Linked DNA regions of Ctenopharyngodon idella: region 1 is linked to region 2. The links are chromatin contacts, called in public Hi-C maps. All regions are on one chromosome and are shown on one strand. Each heading gives the region's core, a stretch centred on a gene start, on an enhancer-like site or on the middle of the called end of the contact. The rest is flanking DNA. Distances are from core to core; before and after follow the strand shown.

Region 1 (3,461 bases), core at 896-3,395, 160 kb before region 2:
CAAGGACAGCTCCTTCCTTCCCTACCTACTCGGATTTGCTTACCTTGTCTGTATTTTTCACAAAGACATATAGTGGCTAATGAAGATCTAAGCGTCGTTCAGTATTACAAAATCCCCAACAATACCCAGTATAACTTTTTTTCAGCAACTGGCTAAACTAACAAATTTAGTTCTGTCATAGTTTGGAGTGCTTATGTCCTATACATCAAGGCCGTAACCATGTCTTGAACATTGGGGGCGACCAATTTTTTAATTTATTTTTTATAATTTTTTATAAAGCATAAAGAAACAGAACAGTGAAGGAAATTCAAGGTCTAATTCTAGTTGGGAAATAATCATTTTGGAACTATTTGCAAATAATATTTGCATTAAACTATGCACACATGTTCTTTTATTCATATGCCTAATATGTCGAAACAGTTGCGTAATTTTGTTGTAAAAAGTGGGTGGGGGGGTTGTAATTTCTAATACAATGCTATATCACATATGTACAATAGGCCTAACAATTGTAGAAAAAAATAACATTATGATGTCCAGAAATCAATTTCAGTAGTACATTGAGAACTCATGTTTAATGTGATAGTTTCATTCTTATATCTACTATATGTCTGTAATACAATATATTGTTAGTCCCGAGATTCTTCACATTTCTTCTTGAGGCTGAAGGGAAGATACTAACCTTAGTGGCAGAGACTGCCAGTCAAGCCTCACCACCTGATTTCACATTCTTGCTTCTGAGAAACTGACTGTCTTGCAGAAATCAAATCAAAACCAAAATTTATACTAGTTTGTTCCACTCTGATTTTGCAGTTTATAAATGTTAATTTATTAAGTTTTATTTAGGGCTTTTAACCTTTCATTTTGCCTTTATTTAATAGAGATGCAAGATCAAAGGTATGTGACTGCAAGTTTCTTGCTGCTGTGTGATGTTGTTTAGCGACTACGTGTCACTCTATGCCTGTGTAATCACCTGGTCCAAACAACATGAGAATAGACTGACGAGCCACAGCATGCTTCTGTACATTCCAAGGTGACTTGGTTGGTACCCAAGGCTCTGAAACTCAATTTTGTCCTTGGCAAAGCATGCAGAATTGGCTCAGCTGGCAGTTGACGGTATGGAAATCTCTGAGGGGTGCGAAGCACAAAATAAGCTGTGCACCCTTCTGAGACTTCCGTCCTGTTGAAAATAGTCCAAATTGACTGCAGTATACAGCTACTCCACCTATGTTTATAAAGCCAGCAGTGACAGATGGGAATTCATGACTGTGCACCTCGTACTCCCTGAGCTGAGCCTCCACCAGCCTGGGACATTAATCTCTGGCTGAGTAAGCCCCACTTCTCTGCAGACTCATCTGTTAAATGGGAACTTGCCTGGCTTTGAGCCGAAGTCATCCTTTGTATTGGTAAACACAGTAGCACGCATCTGTTGGAATAAAATTGATTGTTATTTCCGACTACACCTTGAAAATGTTTGAAATAAATCTCAACATGTCCATGTGTAAAAATCATATAAAGGTATTGTTCATGTGTTTACAGGGTCATTTTGAAGAATATGAGCTGGTTGTGGTAGATTATGTAGATTAAAATTAGATTACATAGACCTTGCTCAAACTGACCAGTAATCTTTCAAGCTTTCAAAGGACCACAGAGCAGATGGTGTAGAATAGGTGTGGTTTAGCACAGCCGCTGCTCCTTACTGGTCGTAGTAGGAAATGTCTCCATGCTGTAACGTTAGTTTCCAGTTTTATGGTGGTGATAATTACTTTTCGCTTCCGAGAACCTAAATTCACATGGTTCCAATACCATTATAAACCTCTTATGATTTACTTGACAACGCAATAGTGATGTAAATCTGCGAGGCGTAGCTGCCGGAAGAAAATTTACGAATATTACTATGGCGAAGACTTGGCTGTTAATATTCATAACCGGCTGCTTAGCCATTGGAACGTTAGCAAGCAACGTCAGCAACACCTAATTGATATTCAATAGCCAAACATTCGCTATAGGACGGTAACTAAGGTACGTCAGCACAATCTATTTTATATTCATTCTCAAACACTTCCCCATAGGAAGGTTACCGGGAAACGTCATCACTACCTAATGAATATTCATGAAAAGGCCTTTGCCATAGTAGAATTAGTAATTTTGCTATTAAGAGCTCAGTTCATCTTTAAAACGGAGCGTGGGAGGGAGAACGGCGGAGAGCAGCAGCCGGGAGGCCAAAATGTTCATCAGACGAGAAGGTATTAACAAAAACGATTGATTATACCAAAGAAACAATGTGTATTTAGCGTCTAAATATAGCGAGATGCGAAATGTGTCCTGTTTGTGTCGCTTTTTCTAGGGGATATTCTATGACCTATTGATGAGTGTAACGATGCAGCCTTATGGACACGTGCCAAAACTACTGTATAGCCTATATGTGTCTGTCATATACCCGTTTTAAATCAGTGTTTATTGCGTAAACAGTGTAATGTGTTAGTTATTGCAGATATTGTGAATTGTTGGATGACTTTATTGTCTTTTTTTTCGTGTAGCATATATAGACCAATAATCGTTTGACACCTTTTTATACTGATATATTCGCGCTTTTCAAGTTTACTGGTTATTGTTCCTTAATATTAATTCTAAAGATGAAAATTAATTTAGATGGATTTCAAAAAAACTTTGCATAAATGTAATGAAATAAATTAAAATAATATGAATATTGGTTATTCAAATATTTAGACTACATTTACATGACATCGCCCATAAAACAAATGTATCATGATTATATCGATCTCTACAGTGAAGTGCCTATATCCCCATCGGCCGTTGAGCCGTGCGTTTAAAAGGGACTTATAGCTTATCTTGGTTTTATACGGATTGCTTTGCTAATTGGATATTGAAGCAGTAGGACTAATCAGTAACTTTAATCGTCTTTCATTACAGAGGCGAAGTATTTCGTTCAAATACAGTCATTAACCGTTGCTAACCCATTGTAGTGTACATAATGGGTTAAAGCAGTAAATAGTATGCATGAGTCACGGTTGTGCTTGAAATCAGGGACACGTGCTGTAGTACGCTAGACTGCATGACCAGCAAAGGCAAAATGCAGTAACACTTTGTATAAAGTAAACATATGGTCAAAATGGTGTAGTGTGCTCAAACAGGTTTGGCTCAAATATGCACCAATTCAGAAACATTTCAGAGCATTGTAAATTTCAATGAAAAATGTTTAAGTGAGGTCTTTTACAGAAATGCTTGTCACATAGTATTTAATGATAGTTATATAGTTTGTCAAGAGCAAATAAGAATTTTAATCGTAGGCTAATAGCATGCAGCAAAGGTAAAATGTGCAATATATTAAATTATTAATATTGGAATATTCATAATGAATAGGCTATGTTTTTTTATTGCAGTATGCTATTTAGTTATCATTGTTTCAAAAGTAGACGTACTGTACAACAACAACAACAACA
Region 2 (3,940 bases), core at 1,410-3,909:
AAAGGAGCGAGACAGAGGCCTTATTTTTGCACTTGGGTTCAATGCATCTGGTATTAAATAAAAATACAAAACCATCTTCACCTCATGCTTGCATTTTATTCCTGGACATTACGAATGGTGGTTGAGGGTTAAGTGGTTGTGATCTTTTGTGTAATAGATGAAGTTTTAATGTGCTCTGAGTCACTGAGTGGGACGGGGGGTTTTGTGCCGCTGCACATGCATGCGCTGTAATGATGAATGAGTGTTTAGTCTGCTGCGTTTACGGCGCTGTTATGTAGCGGCCCACTCCGCTGCGGCGAAGAAAAGGGCACGGAAAGGTGATCATCCCAACTCCCGTTGTCATTTTCAATGCCGCTCGTCCTCTTTGTTTGCAGATGGGCACGTCAGCTGCGCTAGACAATCAACGTAATGCCTCCCCACCTTTCCCATCTCATCACATCTTCCGCGCATGACACCTACAGTCTATCGCTCTATACGTTTTCTATTTCTATCCCTACCGCTCGCAGACGCTGCAGGCTGGGATTCGAAGCGTGTCTTAATGTCTGCTTTGGCCTCTCTATCAGCTGACATGTTTATGGGCCCTGTCTCTCTGGACGAGTGAAGAGGGGGCTTATAGCTGCCACAGCGCTCGGGCTCCCAGCCAGACATCTAAAACAACTGACGTCACCTTTACTTTCCCAGCGAGCGAGGGAGCGAGGGAGCGAGCAGGCGGGGAGGAAGGGGGGGTGGGCTAAAGTGATTGGTTTACCGGTCCTGTGCCATGACACATTACGAAAATAAAACCCTCCTAGCCCTTAATTATCACATTCACCTTAGGAGTGCTGTCTCAGATGTTGTTTTAGTAAGACATCCAGACCAACAGCAGACGTGCGGCTGAGAAGGTTGTCCACCACAACGTCTGTCACTTCACTTAAAATAAATAAACAAACACCCAAATGAAAAGGTCAACGTAGGTTTTGGTTAAGAGGGCTACATAATCTTTCCCTTTTTCGCATTGTTCATTCCTTTTTCCCTACGTGAAAAGGTTAAGGCATTTGTTCAAAAACAGGCCACATAATTAAAATATACAACGCATGTTCCCTAATAAATTTTTGTCGGGATTATTTCTTGAGTCTTGTTTTCCAACTTGCAAATGCGTTTTTGCAAGGGCAGGCCTATATATAGAGTAGCTTTTTTCTGTAATATGAGAGATCATTACAGAGTCTGTCCTAATGCAGAAGCTTTATATTGACAGGGAATCACTTCAGGTGCTTCAGGTTTATATTTAGGTTTTATGTATAGTATGCACTTAAATGTCTATCCAGTAAAAGGGTATAGTAAACCGAGATGGAAAGTCTTCAGATACTCTAAAAGCAACCTGATACAACTCTAGTAATGAAGGCAGATGAATAAATACTTATCTTCAATAAGATTTTTTTTAATGAGAAATGAAACTCTATTGTGTTGTACTGATAGAGACAAATAGCTGTCATATAATTAACATTGACTTTGGCAGAATTTCACTTTGATCTGAACATCAAAGGGCTCTGAAGAAGAGAGCGTCATCACTTAGAAATGACAAGGTTTTTTTTTTTTTTTTCTGAGGAGGGTAACGGAGGGTCTGTGTGGACTGTTTTTAAGGACGGATGGACTTTTCTGTGAAATACACAAAGTGCTGCCTTGAATAACACCTGTTTGTTATAAGTGTATTGGTACCTGAATCACGTGCTTCACACCTTAACCTAACCTGGAAGATTTCTAGCTAATTTGAGCCAAACTGACTGAAGGGGAAAAGATGCTTTAAGATGTAGTCAAAGAACATGGAAAAAAATTGATATATAAATAAAAGATTAAGTGCCACACCTAGTGGTCAGGCTGGGTAAAACATTTCTTGCATTTCAAAGCAATTAATGTCCATTTTGGCAAAGAAGCTTCTAAAGGAAAATTGCCTCAGCACTCATTCTTTTTGTACTTTAAATGGTTTAAAAACTTGTTTAAACTAATGTTAATATCTTAAATGAAAGCTGTTCTAATCGACCTGAATAGAGAGATTAAGTTATTTTAATCCTAATATATAAAAAGAAATTGCAGTCTTTAAATTTTGAGTGTTTACATTAAAACTGAGACATTTACATCATTATACCTGGGATCATATGAGTACGCATATTTTTCCTTGTAATAATGTATATTTTTAGTTTTGTGGTTTCATCCCTGCTGAAAAAAAAAAAAAAAAAATTAAACCATTACAAGTAGGTTTGCTGGTCTTAACAGGTTTAAACTGGTCTCTCCATCTGGCCAAGCAAGAGTTCATCTGGTTTATTGGGTCGCCAAGCTAGTCTTCCCATCTGAAAAGTGCTCACGGAGACTAGTAAAGACCAGCAAAACCATCGTAGGCTATTTTAATATTTGTTTGTCTGTTTTGTTTTCCCAACAGGATGAAACAGTAGAATGAAGATTGCAGTTCAGGTAGTGTATATGCAGTATTATAAGCTGTATTTTCTGCGATGTTACTGGGTTTTATATAAATGTGTCAGATTTATGAATTAGTGGAGGAAAAAACAAGTGAATAGATGATAAAATGCACACTACTTCTAATTCAAACCAATGCACTAGGACCCTGGGGAAGCTAATCTGTGTTGTATAGATACAGTAGGAGAAATTCCATTTGTCATCTTCTAAAACTTAAATAAGGAGGGGGGAAACAGCCCTCTCTGGCCGAGGGGCTTCTGAAAGTGCTCCGAAAAGCCCCACAAGATCTTGGAGTCTCCACGTGACAGCAGCGCCTATATAGCATCAGCACCAGTAGAGTGATACTCCATCACCAGCCGAGCACTGCAGCATATGCCACAGTTACACACACATCCTCATGCACCTCAAGGGTTTATTCTAGAGCTTTTGCAGACTATTGCATCCATGTGTTTTCTCACTCTGTCTAGGGGACGAAAGGACTAAACTTTTCCTGCGAGAGGGATGCTGGATGTTCCAAGTCCACTTTGGCAGTCGGAAGGAACTTGATGTATAGGCTAAGTTTCTCTTCTTTTTTTTTGGACTGGACTCGCGCAGGTATATTTCTTTCGCTCTGTGCATCTACTTTTGAAGGCATCCCGCGTCTCGTGCGCTTTTGGAGATTCGCTAATTCCTTAAGTTCTTTTGAATGAAATAGTTCACTCGCAAACACATTGATCCATCAAGGTGTAATTGTTACTCAAAGAAGCTCAAGTTAAAAGCTTTTCTTTCTCCACAGACATTAACGAGACACTTTTTATTGTTAAAAAAAAGCACGTTTCGCTCTTTAAAATGACATTAACCGGTGGTGAGAAATGGTGTTTTCTCTACCCCTCTAATGTGTGACACAACCGAGTCCGGACTCCTCAACTCCCTGCTCCTCTGTGGAAAAATATACATATTGAAACCTCTTATACGGACCTTGAAGGCTCGCGGCGAGTACCTTTGACGCTTTCTACCGTGAGTCGGGACAATCATACAGCCGCCCAGATGCAGTTTCGCCTGTTCTCATTTGCGCTGATCGTGTTGAACTGTGTGGACTACAGCCACTGTCAGACGCAGCAGTCTCACCGCTGGAGAAGAAACAAAAGAGGTGAGTGAACTGTGCATGTGGCTTTGATAGATGCTTTAGCATATTAATTAACAAATTAGCCATTTAGCTGACGATTCTACATGGACAGACTTTCGGTAAGCGTATGACAGGGACAGTCCCACCTGATGTTACGCTACTTCTCATCACAAAAAAATTACCATGGTAACCGTAGTACGCTTTCAGAATCTTTTTGTCATTTTATTTCGATTTTTGATGGAAGCGGTGGCGAGTTGCCATAGTTTTACAACAGTAAAAATAACTAGTTTTAACTATTATTTTGGCGAAAAATATCGTCACCATGGTGATTTTTGTAGAATGAGGTTCGCTGTCTTTCTCAAGTGATGTTCATGGATCATTTCATTT

Evidence for each region. A called contact is a pair of places that touch in the nucleus more often than the background predicts.
Region 1: a contact with region 2 is called in a Hi-C map of muscle, with 5 times the contacts expected there. The contact joins the promoter of LOC127497730 here to the promoter of rspo2 in region 2. A contact is called at or near these places in 2 of 2 Hi-C or Micro-C datasets (both in muscle).

The regions. Positions count from the first base shown.
Region 1 is chr16:19,075,799-19,079,259 of HZGC01, reverse strand. It overlaps LOC127497730 (transmembrane protein 74), which reads left to right and starts at 2,145. Exons shown (of 2, transcript XM_051866421.1): 1 at 2,145-2,243. It overlaps LOC127497731 (a long non-coding RNA gene), which reads right to left and starts at 2,044. Exons shown (of 2, transcript XR_007925639.1): 1 at 1,617-2,044; 2 at 1-1,423.
Region 2 is chr16:18,920,562-18,924,501 of HZGC01, reverse strand. rspo2 (R-spondin 2) reads left to right here and starts at 2,659. Exons shown (of 5, transcript XM_051865499.1): 1 at 2,659-3,577. The coding sequence starts at 3,475. eif3ea (eukaryotic translation initiation factor 3, subunit E, a) reads left to right here. Exons shown (of 13, transcript XM_051865498.1): 13 at 1-74.